Linked DNA regions of Rattus norvegicus: region 2 is linked to region 1. A link is a contact called in public Hi-C data. All regions are on one chromosome and are shown on one strand. The core of a region is the stretch at or near the end of the contact, and the rest is flanking DNA. Distances in the headings are between cores, read along the strand shown. Region 1 overlaps Heatr3 (HEAT repeat containing 3). Region 2 holds the start of Cnep1r1 (CTD nuclear envelope phosphatase 1 regulatory subunit 1).

What was found. Hi-C and Micro-C count contacts between places; a contact is called where the count stands out from the background.
Region 2: a contact with region 1 is called in a Hi-C map of Schwann cells, with 4 times the contacts expected there. The contact joins the promoter of Cnep1r1 here to the enhancer-like site in region 1. A contact is called at or near these places in 6 of 12 Hi-C or Micro-C datasets (the Rat2 cell line, Schwann cells, kidney and 3 more).

Annotation. Positions count from the first base shown.
Region 1 is chr19:35,068,154-35,074,276 of GRCr8, forward strand. It overlaps Heatr3 (HEAT repeat containing 3), which reads right to left. Exons shown (of 15, transcript XM_341654.10): 13 at 4,382-4,525; 14 at 2,173-2,349. Among named protein-coding and RNA genes, the nearest start is that of Tent4b, 29 kb to the left of the region's middle. Within about 2 kb of position 1,933, at least 6 of the 93 cell types and tissues checked have an H3K27ac peak or open chromatin away from gene starts, as enhancers often do. A contact at or near this core is called in Schwann cells, where this site is marked.
Region 2 is chr19:35,117,871-35,124,333 of GRCr8, forward strand. It overlaps Cnep1r1 (CTD nuclear envelope phosphatase 1 regulatory subunit 1), which reads right to left and starts at 3,231. Exons shown (of 6, transcript NM_001106173.1): 1 at 3,109-3,231; 2 at 2,139-2,210. The coding sequence starts at 3,133.

The sequences.
Region 1 (6,123 bases), core at 683-3,182:
TTTTTATTTATCTTTAGTTAAAAATGACTACCCACAAAGGTCAGAAGAGGGTGCCAGATCCCCTGGAGCCATATGAGAGCTGAGAATCTTACCCAGGTTCTCTGAAGAGCAGCCAGTGCTCTTAAAAGTAACCACCTCTCAGCCTTCACTTCTCATCTTAAGCACCAATCCCTGAGACTGACCGCAGAATTGGCTGGTGGGGCCCCTACTGGCATCTCTACTAATTTTCTCATCTAGAGGCCAGGAGCTGGGGCTAAGAATACATATTCTGCCACACTATAATAAATGAGATTAGCTCAGAACTTAAAAATAATAAATAAAAGAATCCATTCTGAACACGACAGCAGGTGGCGCTGTGGGTACTGGGAGGGAAGGACACTTTTGAGAAGCAGTCTTTAGACAAATTCTCTAGTCCACCACATGGAGTTGTATTCAAATGCAACTTGAAGTTTCTAATGCCTCCTTTTTACAGAAATATATATACCTCCATTTTATGCAAATGGGCTTTGTCCTAAAACTGCAGTTCATGTGTAGTTACTTGCAAAGCATCTGTAAGGTCCTGGATCCATTCAGTAATATAAACAAAATCAAAGTAAAAAACCTCAAACCCGTGCTGTAGGCTGGCCTCTGCCTACTAAAGAGAGGTCACTGCAGCTCTCTACTGTAGAGAAAAACTAAACTCCAGCAGTGAAACATTTTACTGCAGCAATGCATGCTGAACGGGAAACACAGCCCCATCAACGGGCCCTCCAGTGGTTCAGGCTGCTTTCCCAGGTCAGAGTTTCCATATAGCTTTTAAAGCCCTGCCTCCTTCAGAGTTTTGTTCTTACTCTCTTTTTTTGGTGCTGAATATTAAACCCTGGGTCTCACCAATGCCAAACACATATTCTTCTACGAGCCACATTTCCGACCCCCCATTCATTCTATCTTTTTCGATAGGATCTTATTGTGCACTCAGGCTGGCCTGGGACTCAGGATTCACCTCCAAGTTCTGGGATTAGAGGCTGGCACCACCACATCCGTCTGGAAGGCTGGATCACTCTGCCTAATCTGTTTTGCTGGCAGCTGTGGAGGAACAGGGTTAAACTTCCTTCTCCTTATCTCAAAGGCTCCTTCTGCAGAAACCTAAGGCTTTTATGAACAATGTAGACACCGTGCACTGGCATTAAAATAGGTCTTAGATAGTATTAAGCAAAAACATAAGAAAATGTGGTTATGTTATGCTTTTTTTTTTTTTTTTTTGGATAAGAAAGGAAGAAATCCTAGGAACATTTGTCTCTGCTTAAAGCAACAGCACTCAATGGGGCTGCAGAGAGGGATCAGAGATTAAAGAGCGCTGGTTGCTCTTGCAGAGGTACTGGTTTATTCACAGCAAGGATTTGTAACTAGGGATCTGACACTGCATGCTGCCTTTCGCAGGTACTCACACACACACTGTGCAGACATATGCACAGGCAAAAAGTCCATATAAAAATAAATATCTCAAAAGGAAAGTTCTTCTTATTCTGGGGGTGCTGGGGTTGTAGCTCAGTGGTAGAGTACTTGCCTAGCATATGCAACTCCTAAAAGGAAGGATGAACAGATGGATAGAAGAAAGAAAAAGAAAACAAACACCCCTCTAAAATGGGAAGATTCAAGTTTGTTCCTAAAATCCATAGGCACTGGCATAACTCAGGGGTAGAGTACAGGCACCACACGACTGTGTTCAATTCCCAGCACCAAAAAAATAAAAACAAAGCTCTTGGTTGTCCTTATTGAGTTAATACAACAGTAGCTATGTGCTCGAGGACAGAGCACCCTGAGGATGCCTTCTTTCCCCACGTTAAAAACACCCACAACAAAGCTAACACACAAAAGCACATTATAGCATGGAAAAGAAGTTGAAAAGTGTACAAAAGCGCTTCTAAAGCATTGCTACATAACACAGCTCTGGTGACGTCATGAAGAACTTGTCAGGATGCCACTCTGTCTCCATCCAGTTATTGAAATACAGCAGCATTCTGAGGAGCTGGGACAGCCAACAAGCATTTCATCGAGTGCTGTGGTGGAAGTGCTGGGCTAGCCGCTGAACTGAACAGGAATTACTTACACACCCTCCAAGCTGCATGGCCCTTCTTCCCAGAGACGGTCTGCTGCCGAGACCTGTGCATTTATAAAGAAAGCAATACAAACCTTCATTTTGAAGACTGGCTGGAATTCTTTCAAAGCTGCTAACAATTTAATTTGAACTGAAGCCTTTTCAGCTTCTTCACCATCTGCAAAAACATCAAAGAGGGCATCCAAAGCCTCTCCTGCTACCACGAGGGAAGGGTCTTTGGTGGTGACTTCCAGCAGAAAGCACCCAATGGTCTATAAAAAGCAAACAGAGGACAGTGAAGGTCAGTCCCAAAATGTCGATGACAAATGTGCCAACAGCTCCCATATCCTATCTTCACACAAAAGATGCCAGGGAGGAGAAACCTTCATAGGTCCAAAGATGCTACATGCAGCTACAAATACGCTACGCACAAGTTAAATATGCTACAGTTTACACTACCAAATCAAGTGAACTGAGGTCTGTAAATGATATGAAAATTTGATTTTGGAGATTAGTGTTTTCCTTCTGCTTTCTCGTTTGTAAGAATCATCACTACCACTCTTAATTCCAGCACTCAGGAAGGAGAGGCAGGCAGAGCCCTGTGAGGCCAGCCTAGTCTACCTACTGAGCTCCAGGGCAATCACATAGTGGACCCTGTCTCAATAAACCAAGAAAGAAATAAAACGACAAATCACAAGATTAAAGCGACACTCTCATTTTACTTCACTGTTTTTGTTTTGACACATGCTCATTTACTTAGCCCGGCGGCCTCAGAGTCCTTATAGTCAGGAGTGACCCTGACGTTCCTGCTTCAACCACCCATGTGCTGGGAATGCAGAAGAGTGCCAGCCGGCCTGGCTACTGGGTCTACTTTTAACATTTTCCCTCTTTTCCCTCTACAATTAATTAGCTTATGATGAGAACATTCCCAATCTGCAAAGGCCTCTTCTAGAATAGCCTGATTATAGTTCTATGTTATAGCTAGCTGTTCTGTGGGGGTGGGACATGCAACCTGTTATGGGGGCAGGAGATAGTATCAAGCTGTCAGTTAACCTCTCTGAGCTCGGATTTCCTCCTTTTAATGTAAGCAGTGCAGATAACCTCCATGACAGTATTTTGTCTTTTTTTTTTTCCCCCGGAGTTGAGGACCAAACCCAGGGTATTATGCTTGCTAGGCAAGTGTTCTACCACTGAGCTAAGTTCCCAATCCGTCCATGACAGTACTAGGCTTAATATCCTAGAGTGTGCTATAAAGTATACATCTCACATATGAAGTAGTCTAATTAAAAGGATGGAGGAGGGTAGTAGGTACAGTTGGAGGGCGGGCGGAGGGGAGTTTAATAAAAAAGCATTGTATATACAGACAAATGTACAAAAAATTAAAAGAAAAAAAGGATGAAATCAAAGGCATTGGGACTAACTTCTCATTTGCAGGACTAAGCAACAAGACACAGCCTATGCAAGTGTTCGAGGCGGTGCAGAGGAACAGGGGTGCTAAGGTAAAACTTTGTTTTACAGGAGAGATGAAGATCTCTCGAACTCAAATATAATACATGGCTTAGGGCTTCACTTGTAAAAACAAACTCGAAGGATTATCTTCCAGACAGCTGGAAAGCAGTGAGGCTGAAACAGGTATTAGAGTGTCACAATGCATGATTATGGAAGATACAGAAGAAACAGTGAACCAGCAGGGCTCCCTCCTCTCAGGTGACTATGGCTTTGTCAAGCTGACATAAAACTAGCCAGGACAGCCAATGTGCTGAGTGCTGACATGCCAGGGTTGCTGATAGAGTGATGTTGCCTGTGTGGTGTTTCTCGGACCTATCTTATCTGACCTAGCAGGATAAAACACACAAACATTTAACACCAGAGCAAAGCCAAAAGTCACCTTTAAAAATTCCATATTTAGACTGATGCTGAAGACAAATTTATTTATTTATTTATTTTAAGCATTTGAGTCCACTGTAGTTGTCTTCAGATACACCAGAAGAGGGCACCAGATCCCATTACAGATGGTTGTGAGCCACCATGTGGTTGCTGGGATTTGAACTCAGGACCTCTGGAAGAGCAGTCAGTGCTCTTAACCACTGAGCCATCTCTCCAGCCCCGACAAATTTATTTTTAAGAAAACACATCAGGAGAAAAGTTAAATAAAAATAAGGCTCACCTTTTCAAGTACTTATTAAAGTCAAAGGGCATACTCTAATAACTTTATTAGCAATTTCTTTATACAATTTGCTCTTAGCATGAATTCCTTCCCATTTCTACTTAACTAAGAATTTAGGTTATAAACAAACTGTTTACCTTCAGAGTTTCAAGTGTGCCATCTTCTTTGGCTAGGACACTGCCAGTGATCCCCAAAATACTGACCACATTCACTCTAACCCCGATGCTACTACTATGAATGCCTTCTCTGCACAGTGTCATCAGCTGCTCAGGTGTCATGCACTGTTGAGAGAAAAGAAATATTTGCAGGCATTTAATTACTTATCTCATGCATATATGAGTGTTCATGTGTGTGGGTTGTGTAACAGTTTTCTCTGAGACTGAAACATTCCATCCTACAGGGAAGCTCTTTATAAAGAGGAAGGTTTAAACACTTGAAATAGCTTCAGGAAGTCCCTGAATCTGAACAAATTCACTAGGCCCCTTCCCTGCTGAGTAAGCGAAAAGTTGAGCATCCTTCTCAGATAAAGGAAGCCAAGCTGCAAAGACAACACTCAGCAAGCAGAGTGGGAAAGACTCTCAGTACCGGGAGAAAAGCTGTAAAGACTCTTGGTCTAGACCAGCACCTGGAAGAAGCAGGAACCAGCTGAGCTGCCAGGAGGTTTAGACCAACTTTAGTCACTTGGAAAAGAACACTGTCCAACCTGTTGAGCTGCAGAATGTGCAGTGTGTGCCAGGTGCTGGGTGGCCTTTGGTGACACAGCTGTCCTCTATTCCTGTAAGTAACCCCTCACTCATATTCTTGTGAATAAGACCAATAAACTCATTGGTTCACCAAGCTGGACTCTGTTGGTAAACATATTTTGGTTTGTCATCGGCTCTGTGTCTGAGCTGAGTAGACGTGTGGGTTGCATTTCCTTAGGAAAAGTTTTGTTGCACAACAATGGGCATCTATGTGCAGGTGTTCACGCACCTGTGTGTAATGTATGAAGGGCCAGGGCTGATGCTGGGAGTCTTCAGGAGTTATACTCTACCGCCTTCATTGAGGCCACTTGAACCCAGAGTTTGCCAGCGCAGCTACTGCGACAGTTTACTCTAGGGACCCCACCTTCACCTTCAGTGCTCTGGAACTGTAGGCCACCCACCCACAGGGCAGTTATACAGATTCAGGAGATCTGGACTCTAGTCTTCACGCTTGTATGGCAAATACTTTAATCACTAACCTACCAATCTAGTCTTTTTTAAGTTTGAAGAGGAATATTGTAACTTGAGCATGGGACATTTTCTTTAGCGAAAAGCCATCAGAAACGTAAAGAGTTTGGGGGTAGAGGGAGGTGTAGCTCACTGATAAAGAAAGTATAAGCACAGGGGAAGGAGGAACTGAGAGTCATGTCGGAGAATAGGAGCCAACCTGAAGGAGTTCCTATTAGCATTTATCAAGTTTTCAACCAAAAAGAATAACTCGGCTGGTGTGGTAGCTAGGACCAGAGGCTACAAATAATGCCAGCACTTAGATGGGCAGTAGGATCAGTTCAAGGCCAGCCTGGGCTATATAATGGAACTCTCTCTCTCTCTTTCAACATAAATAAAGAGGCATAAAACTCTGAGCTCATACTGAGACTAAAAGCAAAGATATGCGAAGACTGGGTTCAGTCACAGCTACAGACAGAAAAACAAAACGAGGAACAGAGGGAGTGAACGAGAGAGAGAGAGAGAGAGAGAGAGAGAGAGAGAGAGAGAGAGAGAGAAAAGAGTGTAAGTTGAATTTGGAGACTGCCAAGGTATCTTTTCACTAATGAGATAAAGGGTCAGACGAACTCACTTTTAAGAAAGCCCATCAGGAGAAAAGGACTTATTTAATAAATGGTTTTACTAAAGCT
Region 2 (6,463 bases), core at 1,981-4,480, 51 kb after region 1:
AACGCATCTGTGGTCCCAACAGCTGGAGAAGCAGAGGGAGGAGGACCACTTAAACCTAGGACTCAGAAGCCAGCCAGAGCAAGGCAGCGAGAGCCCATATCCAAAGAGCTAAGGAGTGGAAGGAGGAGGGAAGAGACAACTAGGTCCCAGTACAGAGGAGCAGAGCTGTATTTGTTCACGTTTCCCACCATGCCCCTGCCTTGGGGCAGTAAATAGAATTCATTCAAGTCATACTTTCTGGCCTTTATAATACTTCAGAATAGGCAGTAGTAGGAAGGTGGGATTCTTTCCTGGGCAGGCTTCAAAGCACACCATCATCCTGTATTAAAGTCCAAGTAAGGATGCTACTGAGATGGCTCATCTGGTAATAACGTGGCCATTAAGCCTGTCAATCTGCATTTGAATCCCAGGACCCAGAGGTAGATGAAGGGAACTGACTCCCACGAGCTGTCCTCTGACTTCAACATGGGCTGTGGCGTGTGAGTGAACCTGCACGCATAAAAAGTCAACTACAGAAAATGTCATAACCTTTGTTTTAAAAAAATAAGTAATTTTACATAGATCTATCTATATGTATCTGAGTGTATGTATGCTATATGTATGCAGAGCCTGAGGAGGTCAGAAGATTGTGAGCCACCATATGGGTACTAAGACCCAAACTCAGGCCTTCTGCAAGAACAGCAGTAAGCACTCTTAAGCACTCTTACTACCTATCTCTCCAGCCTATGTCCTACCTCTATACACATAATTGAATGCTTTAAAAAAAAAAAAAAAAAAAGCAGGAGCTTTGTGCCTGCTAAGAAATGCTCTACCACTGAGTCATCCCAAGTCATATTTTTTTCAAAAAAGTTTTATTATTTTAAATTATGTATATTTGTAAGTTCATAGGGGTATGTACACATGTCTGCAGAATCTAAAAGAGGGTGTCAGATAGTCTGGAGCTGGAATTACAGGTGGCTGATATAAATGCTGGGAACTGAACCTGTGTCCTCTACAAGATCAGCATACACTCTGAATTCACCAAGCCACCACTCCAGCTCTAAAATATTTTTCTTAAAAAAAAAAAAAAAATCGTATTTCGATAGCTTGTAGGCAAATTGTGTTTTCGTGGGGAGTTTATGTGTCTGTACATGTTCATATATGTACTTACACTGTGCATGTGAGTATGTAGCCAGAAGCCAATGAATAACTTATTTTATGAAACAGAATAGCTCACTGAATCTAGAGCCCACACAGTATTAAAATTTTTATTGTGTTTTTAATGAAAGTTACAATATTTAATAAAAAATATGTATCTTGAGGCTGGAGAAATGGCTCAACAGTTAAGAACACTAGCTGTTCTTCTAGAAGTCCTGGGTTCAATTCCCAGCACCCACATGACAATTTACAGGCCTCTGTAACTCCAGTCCTAGAGAATCTTTTGGGGACTACGCATACGTAGTATAGAAACATATGTGCAGGCAAAACACCCATACATATAAAATAAAACAGAAATAATATGGAGGGTGGCTGGAGAGACAGCTCAGAAGTTAAGAACACTTGTTCTTGCAGAGAACCTGGATTCGGTCCCCAGCACCCACACGATGGCTTACGATCACTAGCAACCCCAGTTGCAGGGTAGATGGTTGCCTCTTCTGGACTTTGCAGGTGCACGCACTTAAAATTAAAAAAATATGTATTTTCGTAAAAAGATAAAAATTCAATCATATAAAATAGTCTGTCCTTTTAGAGTAGACAGTTATAATTTCTTTTTTCTTTAAAAAAATGATTTACTGTGTGTGTAGCTGAATGATATGTATAGCCACGCATGCCACAGCACAAATGTGAAGGTCAGAAGAGAAGTCTGTGGGGTCCGCCCTCTTCTCCCCCCTTTAAATGGCTTCTGAGGATGCAACTAAGGTATACGGGCTTGAACTGCATCTACCAGAGCCGTCTTACCAGCTCGTAATTGTCTTAAGTACTTACTATCAACAGTGCTAATACATTTAAAAGTTGTCTAAACTCAGAAATCTTATGGCTTAGGAAAACAAGGATTTACTAGTCAAAAGTTTTAAATGAGAGGGAGTCGCTCCTACTTAGGAATATGGCTATCAACCAACCGCACTTCATTTTCCCTTAGAAAGCACTCAGCAACTTACTTCTCCAACGTCCAGTGGCAGGTTGCAAGCAATGAATATATTCAGTAAGTCTTCTTTCGAAAGCCTTGAGATCTAGGCAAAGAGAATTCAGTCCTCTACCTGCTCTTTCTAGTGTGAACTTGATAAGATGAAGTTTTAGAGCAATGAACAGCTACAGGTCTTACACATCAAATTACTTGTGTCACCCACTGTTTGCTTATAATGACAATTTTAAGTACACGACAAAAACATCACTTTTCTTTCATTCCAATTTCTGGAAACCGGCTGGTCTACTTTTAGAAGCTTAAAAACTGCTCTGTTGGAAGACCAGCAGCAACTTCAGAGTCAAAAGCTGAAATTGGGGGAGTTACAAAGAAATGGACCAAAATCCAGCTTAATTCTAATTCTGTGGAACCAAGAACTTTCTGATCAAACAGCGAAATCCATGAGGTCTAATTGATGACTGCAATTATTCGATTCAGGCCCTAGCTCTTATCATTAATTGATAGCTATGTAGTATGGGCTTCCTAGACTTCCGTAGACAGATAACGGGCTGATCAAACATACTCCCTTTCCTCCTCGGAATGGGTTACTGGTGATCGTCCGGACAGCCGCAGAGCGCCTACGGCTTGTGCTGTGACAGAGCGTACCTCTGAATGAAGTAGGGTGTTATTTCCACAGAGGTGTTTTTTTTTTTTTTAAAAACAAAACAAAACTTTGGAAGGCCAAGAGCACTTCCAATTCCCGGCAATTACAAAAGACAAGGTAGAAATTAGGGCTACGGCTCGTGCGGTTGTCAAACCAACGGAAAATGAATTCGCACTCTACAACACACAAGGGCTCGTCAATGAGAAGGGCCCCCAGCCCGAACCCGGGAGAAGGCGGCACCCCTCCGCGGCCGTGCGCCCCGTGCCCCGAGCCGCGGCCCCGCCACACCGCCCTCGCGACCTCCTCAGCCTCGGGCCGGGACGAAGCGGGCGACACACACTACCTTCCGCCTGTTCCAGCGAATTCATGTCGGCCGGCAGCTCCGGTCACTGCCGCGGCCAGGTCCGCATCGCAGCCCTCTCTCCCAGCCCCGCGGGCAGCGCCAACTCCCACCTCTAACCGCTCCCCTCAGCCCCTCCCCTTCGCACCGCCCATTTTTTTTTAGAACCGTTGAGCTTATTGGGTATCTTTGCCAGACCCCGTCAAGTAAACTAGTTTTCTATTGGCTAATTTCAGCAAACGCCTTCGGGGGAACCCAGCGCTAGGCGTTCAACTGGAAGGGCCGAGAATAGCGAGCAGTCAGGCTGATATAGCCATGGCGCCGCCTCCTGCCTCGGGGAGGAACTGCAGTCCGTCCAAGCACACTTGGTTCCTTTCTTAGTTCTAAAGACAATGAGAAAGAAGCGCCTACTAGTTAACTTCTGGGCAGTATTCTGGTTGCTAAGGAGAGATCACCAAGCTAGCCCTGCCCACAAGGAACTAAAGAGAAACTAAAATGTGTTCTATAATAAGTAACTAGAAGCTCCCCAAACATATTTCCTTGATTATGATTCCTCTTTTTTAGATATCCAATTCCCTAAAGAAGGATTTTTTTTTACCTTCTCATGTCATCCAAAATAGTCATAAAGAGTGCAAAGTATGTCTCAATAACTATAACAAAAATATGTACAGGATTAGCAAAATTAACATTTGAATAAAATGTCCTGTTTGTTTCCTGGTAGTCATTCAAGAAGTATTTATTGCATGACACGCTACCCATTGTGTTTATCCCATATAACATTTATGACCAAGATAGATAGGATTGCATTCCTCACAGTGAAGGGTTTTGGGGAGCAATAAACATGCAAGTTAAGCAATTGATTTCAGATAACAGTAGTTCTATGGAGAAAGCAACAGATATCATTAAAGAACATTAGAAGGAAGGGGGTTAGAAGTGTTGCAAGCACATTTGAGCTGAGATCCCCAAGATGACGGAAAAGAACGCAGCCACATAGATCAGGGCTGAGAGGTTCTTTGAACGACACCACCATGTTTCCAAAATTGATACATTGTGTGTTTTACTCCTTTTCAACCTTCCTCCTAACTCATTCATCAGCTCTTGACTCCTTTGTTTTCTAGACCCTTCTACCATAGTAGCACTTTCTAAACTTTCCCATTAGGGACCTTTCTCAGGACTAAACCCTTTACATATATTATCTCATTTACACTTTTAAACTGACTTCTTTGTTTTGGGGATGGAGTTTTTCTCTGTAGATTAAGCTGGATTTGCTACATTAGTCAAACCCTCCTGCTTAAGCCTTTCAAGTGCTCAGATATGAGTTGCCACTCCTGGCTTCAAGGGGTGTGTGTGTGTGTGTGTGTGTGTGTGTGTGTGTGTGTGTGTGTGTGTTGGTTTTGGTTTTTCCAAATAAGGTTTCTATGTAACAACCTTGGCTGTCCCAGAACTCACTTTGTAGACAAATATAGCCTAGAACCCAAAGAGATCTGCCTGCCTCTGCCTCTCCAGTGCTGGGAATAAAGGCATGGCATTATCATGGTCATCTTTAAGATGTGTTATTAATGTTATGGATCAAAACCTATGAGTTATAAAATATACTTAATAGATGATGGTGTTTTGATGTTTTGAGACAGGGTCGATACATATAGTTCTGGTTATTTTGGAACCTCTTATGTAGACTATGCAGTCCTTGAATTCACAGAGATCTTCTTGCCTTTGCTGGGATTAAAGGCATGCTATACTGCACCCTGGACCGTAACCATTACTTTTAAAAACTGAGGCAGCTGAGTGTGGTGGTACAAGTGTTTATTCCCAGCACTCAGGAGGCAGAGGAAGACAGATCTACCCAGGGAGCTCCAGATAAACCAAGACTACAGTGAGACTGTCTTTTTGTTTTTTGTTTCTCTGTGTAGCCTTGGCTATCCTGAAACTTTCTCTATAGACTAGGCTGGCCCTGAACTCAGAGAGATCTGCCTGCCTCTGCCTCCCGAGTGTTGGGATTAAAGGCATGCACACCACCACCACCCAACTAAGACTGTGTCTTAAAAACAAAACCAAAACTAGCCAAAGAGCTATGTCACTGGAAAGGAGGAACTTTTATTTCTCAGGTTTTGTTTCAGGGGTGTGTTTGTTTCCTGCATGTGTGCTTTAATGAGTATGTTCTCCTTAAAATGTAAGGCATCATATGTAACTAGAGGTGCTTATAGTAAGTATGTTCTGTCAAGCTGTAAGGCATTCATACCTCACTAAGGGATCCAGTAAGAAAAAAAGACTTGAAACTGTAGGAGTTATTAAAGCAGGTATCTAGAGGTCAATTCTAGAAGATGAGAAAAATAAAAACATGTTTGCTCAAGTCTTGTATAATAATCACAGCCTAAATAAAAAACCCTCTCGTTCAACCCTCCTCCTCCTCCAATCTGTTTTTTTTCTTTTTAAGGAAGGAAATCTTTTTTTTTAAGGAAGGAAGGAAGGAAGGAAGGAAGGATTTATTTTAGTCCACAATTTTCAAATGTTAACATTTTTACTAGTTGTGGGGGTCCATGCCTTTAATCCCAGTGCTCTGGAGGCAGAAGCAGGCAGATCTCTGTGTGTTCTGGAAAAATGTCACCCCACAGAAATAGACGTTCTCTAAGTACTGCCGTGTGTCAAAAGGAAATGTGATGGATTAGACTTGGAGATGTAGAAATGAATCATTGAAGAAGAGATCAAGAAAGGTTCAGAGTCCCAGTAGCCTTCTCTTCAACTAACGAAAAGATACAATTCCACTGGCCGCCTCATGTCTATATGAGTTAACGGACCACTTTGTAGTCTGGTCTACAAAGCTAGTTCCAGGACAGCCCGGGCTACACAGCCATGCATACATTGTCCTGAAAACATAAAAACAAACAAAAATTATTTTATGTGTACAGGTATTTTGCCTACATGTATGACATGGACCACATGCCTGGTGCCAGCAGAGGCCAGAAGAAGGGGTGGAAAGGCCCGGTCCTGGAGTTACAAGTGATTGTAAGCTGTGATCTGGGTGTAGGGAATCAAACCTTGGTTCTCTAGAGCATATAGTTCGTCTTAGCCAGAGAGTTCCCACCATTTTCTAAGGAGTAGTTTAAAATTTTATCTACATGTTTAAGTCTTTTTGCCACATGTGTGTGGGTGCCTCTGGAATGGAACTGACAGGCAGTGCAAATGCTGTGAATAGAATGTGGGTCTTCTATAAAATTTGAGGATGCTTTTTTTTTTTTTTTTTTGAGCTGGGGACCGAACCCAGGGCCTTGTGCTTGCTAAGCAAGTGCTCTACCACTGAGCTAAATCCCCAACCCCTTGAGGATGCTTCTAATGGCTGAGCCACCTCTCCTGCGTTTTG